Linked DNA regions of Gossypium arboreum: region 2 is linked to region 1. The links are chromatin contacts, called in public Hi-C maps. All regions are on one chromosome and are shown on one strand. The core of a region is the stretch at or near the end of the contact, and the rest is flanking DNA. Distances in the headings are between cores, read along the strand shown. Region 1 has its middle 15 kb from the start of LOC108460675. Region 2 holds the start of LOC108466460 (probable trehalose-phosphate phosphatase J).

Region 1 (2,966 bases), core at 197-2,696:
TAAGTTTTACTATATTTAAAGGGACCAATTTGTTTAATATCAAAATTGAAAGGGACTAGAAAAATGTTTTTACCAAATTATTCAGAGTTTTGGGCTTTACGCATAATAGGATTGATATTAGTCGATAAGAAATTTTGGGGCTTCAGGTGTGTAAAATTACACTTCAATGACTTGAAAACAATGAGGAGAGCAGGGCTGGCCCAAAACATAAGTCCACACTTATAATGAATTTGATAATTTTAAACCCAAATAGAAACATCTGACATAATATATTTTGATTGAATCACAAGTGAAGCCACAAATAACTTTATTCAAGTATTCGTTTATCGTTAAATCTAAATTTAATTTTTGAACAACTATCAAAAAAAAAAAATCATCATCATCCTCAAGCATGTGCTCACTATCATCACTTATACAACAAGTCAAAATTCAAAAAACAAGCACCAACATACCAGTTGTCGATTGAATTACAGGTAAAATGCTTAACTCTTTAGTTGACATTAATCTTGAATTGAGTCCTTACGTGTATCGATAACCAATTAGAAAACATTTTTTTTATGCAATAAAATTCTAATAGTTACTAACTTATTCTAATTCCTTTTTACATATTTACTCCATCAACTTTTAAGTATAAAATATTGGATAAATTACACATAAGGTCACTAAATTATTAGTAAGCTTATGTTTTGGTCATTCAACTTCAAAAAATTACAAAATGGTCATTGAACTATTTGAAGATTTCATTTAAGTTACTGAACTGTTCAAAAGTTTTTATTTAAGTCACTCTGTTTTTAAGCTTTTTTTTTCTTTTCCTAAAGTCCGGCTAGTAAGCTTCAAGAGACGATTTGACAATTAATACACTGGATCAATACTGGTCGACAAGTAGAAGAACATACCTTAGATCCAAGTCAACTTGACTATCAATGTCGAAGATCAGATGAAAAAAACTATTTGGATCTTAGTTCGCAGGTTCGTGATGTTCAAAGTTGTTTCATAAAAAAAAATTAAATTATAAAATAGAAGGAGAAAGAGAGCTTTCGACTGGTGTAGGCAGTGCAGACAAAGAAGGCCATACAACAACGATTTTAATAGTCTAATGTTCAAATCGTTCAATGACTATTTTATAATTTTTTAAGTTGAGTGACTAAAATATAAATTTACTAATAATTTAATGACGTTGAGTGTAATTGACCCTGAAATATTTAAACAAATGTGGAGATAAAAACACCTCAATAAATAATAATGATTAGGAATTAGTGTTACATGTGTATCATAACCAATCATTGATCTATAACACAAACCAATTACTTGGCAAAATGAACAATCCTAGTAATAGCAAAAGTGACCCAACTAATTTATTTTCTCCAACCACACCAACTCCCACATAGTAAAGACAAAATAGGTGGTTGGGTTGGTTGATGGTTTCAACTTCAAACACAACAAATTTAGCTGTGCATCACATGTAAAAAGCCCATCACTTTTGTTTTGTTTCCTTTGCAGGACATCATTCCACAGATCATTTCCATGGTCCTTTTTTTTTTTTTTTTTGCTTTTTGGGTATCATGTAATGTTTGGTCTCTCTTCACTTTAGATACTTGTGGAATTTTGATAAAAGCATTCATTACAATCCATGGTGTTAAAAAAACTAGCCCCACTTTTCTTAATTGGTTTGAGTATTCTTTAGAGGTATTTTGATGGGGAATGTTTGATTACTTTTATTTAGATTAATTAATATATTTATGTTATTCTGGTTTATTGGATTAAAATATAATATTTTAATATTTGATTAACGGAATATAAGATTATTTAAATATACGTTTTATTAAATTATTTTTAATTATAAACAAAGATTAGAAAAAGAAAATTATTAAATTATGATGAGAGTGAAACTTAGCTTTGGAAATAAAGGAAATTTTTAAAAATAATAATAATATGTAAAATGTTAAATTTTTAAACTAATGTATAATTAAATAATGAAAAAGCAATTATAGTAATATGAATTTATTAACATAGGAAAAAAAAGAGAGAAAAGATTTTCCTTTCCTTCCTTTTTTTCCTTTCACTCCCAATCTAAACATAGTCCAACAGTAATTATTTGATACAAAGATGGTGGAAAGTTTCTATTCTATAAGCAGGGTTGATATTTTGCCACAATGTCTTTAGGGTAGTGCTAGAGAAGGGTTGGCAACGGCCTCGATTCCCCTTAAAATGGAAAATTAGTTTTTGCTTTATAAATTTTGTAAAATTTTAAATTAGTACATAGTGAAATTGTATTTTGACCCCCTAAAAAAGATAAAATTTTGATTTAGTTCTTTAAAAATTATAAAAATATAAACCATTAAAATTGTGAAATTGCAATTTTAGCTCTCATAAAATATACAACTAAAATCCGTCCAAAAACTATTTATTAATTTAATTTAAAAATTTTAAATATAATTTAAAGACACATTACAAAATCTTAACCCACTTATGGAGTTAAAACTCTCCATTGCTAATGTAACAAATAAATATTTATTCATTAATACTAATTAATTAAAAAGATAACGTAATCTATAAAATATAATATAATAAAATAAACGTTGAGTTTCTTCAAACTAATAATAATAATAAACAAAACTTATTTACAATAAGTAAATAAATATGATTGAATTGTTACTTGAAAAATATATTGAAAAATAGAGAAATTAATTCATTAAATTATATTAATTTCTTGAATTTTTGTATTGATTTTACAGAAAATAGATCGAAGTCATTAAGAATAGTCACATTACCAACAAACATGTGGTGTTGAGGTCATCCCCACATTACTGAATCTCAGCATCGATAATAATATCATATAATTAAATCAAACGTAATTATATTTTAAGATTCTCATCGATAATTTTACATCCTAATAAAGTCATATGAAATTATAAACTTAACTTATCATAAAGTTGTTAAAGAATCCTTTAAAATCGCGTGGCTTA
Region 2 (2,791 bases), core at 270-2,769, 69 kb before region 1:
GTGCCAATTCACTCCATTTCTGTATTTTAAAACACAGCAAACAATCAGATTGTGGTAATAAAGTTCGATGATTTGTGATTTGCAGTTTTTCTTTTATTACCTTTTCATCAACACAACGAAAGTGTACTGAGAGACAAAACTTGTTGTTCTCCACTTTAGCACCTGGTGTTGATTTTGTAGTTTCAACCAACTGTGTATAAACCTCATCAATCATGGGAAGAAATTCACTAGCTGGTTGGAAAAGAACAGATTCAGTATCCTGTAAGAGTAACAAAGCCAGGTCAAAAAAATGTGGTTGGTTTCGAGTTTAACGCAATTGGTTCATGCAATAACGTGTACGACTTGACTCACTTTGTTAGATTTGGAACATTTTTCAGGGCCTTTAATGTCCATGCCATGGCTTCCAGCATAGTATAGCTCAGCTAATTTGACAAAATTATACACCTTGTCCCTGCATCTGCCACTCACTATAGCTGTAGGGAAACATTTGGCTAGCTTTCTCACTGTCTTTCTCATCTGGTGTTAAAAAAAAAAAAAAAAACATGGGAAATCCATTTTAAAAACAGCACAGAGAAAGTAGTCACTGTGTCATATTAACAAACAGCTAACCTTCTTAGACATGAAAGCCCGATCTGGATCGGCTACGATTGGTGAAAGAGTGCCATCGTAATCAAGAAACATTACGATTTGTTTCCCTTTTGATGCATCGATTATCTGTTCGAACATATCTAGTGCTGATGGATGGTTTAGCTGAACAATTTAATCCAAAAAGGAAAAAGAAAATCAGAATCTTTATGAAAGGAAAAAGAAAAGAAAAAGAAAACCCATTTGAACTTACATTCCAGGAACCTTGATCATCAGCAGTGGACGGTGCTGATTTCATATGAGTTGGAGAAGAAGCTCTCATGGAATCGACCCATGAATTAACTCTGGCTCCGGCATTGATTTCAAGGTTTTGAAGCAATTTCTTTCTGGAAATGGAGATAAAACCAGGTGGTGCCGGTGGTTTCTGTGCTGATTTTGGATCAGAGACCATGTTTTGACCGGCGGCGATGTTCTTTGGTCTTTCTTCAATGAAACTCACTGCAATAAATAAGAACAAACCCAACATTTAAAACATTTTTAGTAAAGGTAAGATGCCTTAAAAACCGAAGCACACAGGTTTTGTTTTTTGTTTTCCCACTCCCAACCACAAAAAAAAAAAAAACCAGAACTTACCCATTTTTGGAAATTAAGGTAGTTAAAAGAAAATCTCAAAACCCAACAAGTGTTTGGTTGTTAATGTTAATGTAAGAGGAGAGAGTTCAAAATTCCAACCAGAGGAATTTACAGAGTACTCTGTTTTTTTTTTTCCTTTTTTTTTCTTTGAAACCCAAAGATTAAGGAACTGAAACAACAAAAAAAGAAGAACCCAAAGATTCGTGAAAAACAAGGAAGAAATGAAGGGAAAATATATGGAAGAGAGGAAGAGTGAAGGGAATGTATGTGAGTGAGACATGGAGGAGTTGAAGCTCGTTTTTATAAGCCAAAAAAAAAAAAAACCAGACATAAACGGACGACAACGAAACTCTTACAAAAGTGTGGGACCCATCCTAGTTGTTGATTTTGGGGCCCATATTACTGGGAGAGAGCTGTTTTTTTTTTGTTTTGTTTTTTTTGAGGAAGGTAATTAAGCTGCTTTTTTTTAATTGGCTGCTAGTGGTCAAGCCACGTGGAAGACATTGGTTAGGATGTACACATGATGTGGGTTTCTGACACGTGGATAACCAAGTCACATGTTAGACCCACTGGATTATGGGAGCTGTATTTTACAAATTTTGTTTTAATTGGATCCTATTTGGGTGGATTTTGGATCCACCAGCCACCAACTTGTCTTGAAATGTTAAAATTGAAATTATGGGGCTTTACCGTGAAAATTCTTCATTTTTTTCCTCGGGAGTAGGAGAGAGAGTGTGTTAGGGATTGAAAAAAATATTATATCTATTTCGACTTGATTCGATTTGATTTGATAATGCTAAACATTTTTTTTTGAAATTAAGCTTCAAGGTGGGATTAGACAAATTAAGATTGAATCGAGTTTAAAAAAAAATTCATCTATTCTCATCCTATGATAATTACCAAAATACTTTTATATAATATTAGTTTAAAATATATGATAATGACAAATAAATATTGGGCAAAGTGGTGAGGCAGATTCCATTCTTTATGAGAAAACAAAAATTTTAACGTTGAAGATGACAATGTTGAGAAGGAGAGTTGAAAACAAATCCTAAACATAAACCGTAAAATAAACATGAAGTACATAAAAATATATATTAATATTTAATCTAATATACCTAGAAAAGAATTAATAAAAATTTAATAAATATTCTTTCATTGTGATGAAAATATTTGAGAATTTAAAAGATTTGATATATCAAGTCAGGTTAAAATTAGGCATATCTTTAATTTTTCAAGTTAAGTAAATTAATATCTAATTTTAAGTTGAATTGAGATCGAGAAATGAATATTTCAAGAAAGACACCTTATTATCATCCCTAAACTTATAATATGCCGTAATTAAGTCATAATTAAATTTAAAATCGAGAAAATTTTAAAATTTTGTTTAAGGGACATCAAAGTTTTTTTATAAACATATAATAAATTTATGATGTATGATTATAAATATATATAAATTACATGATTGGAGGGGCATTTGCTATTTCAATGCCCCTTGTATGCAAATGCAAAACTAACAACTTAAAGACAAAACCCACCCTGTTAAGCAAAACCAGCTGCGAAAACAGTACAC

What was found. A called contact is a pair of places that touch in the nucleus more often than the background predicts.
Region 2: a contact with region 1 is called in a Hi-C map of leaf, with 3 times the contacts expected there. The contact joins the promoter of LOC108466460 here to the enhancer-like site in region 1. A contact is called at or near these places in 2 of 5 Hi-C or Micro-C datasets (both in leaf).

What each region holds. Positions count from the first base shown.
Region 1 is chr2:4,953,676-4,956,641 of ASM2569848v2, reverse strand. No RefSeq gene overlaps it. Among protein-coding and RNA genes, the nearest start is that of LOC108460675, 15 kb to the right of the region's middle. Within about 2 kb of position 1,446, at least 1 of the 2 cell types and tissues checked has an H3K27ac peak or open chromatin away from gene starts, as enhancers often do. A contact at or near this core is called in leaf, where this site is marked.
Region 2 is chr2:5,023,394-5,026,184 of ASM2569848v2, reverse strand. It overlaps LOC108466460 (probable trehalose-phosphate phosphatase J), which reads right to left and starts at 1,519. Exons shown (of 10, transcript XM_053023871.1): 1 at 1,219-1,519; 2 at 839-1,083; 3 at 610-750; 4 at 352-516; 5 at 101-259; 6 at 1-19. The coding sequence starts at 1,222.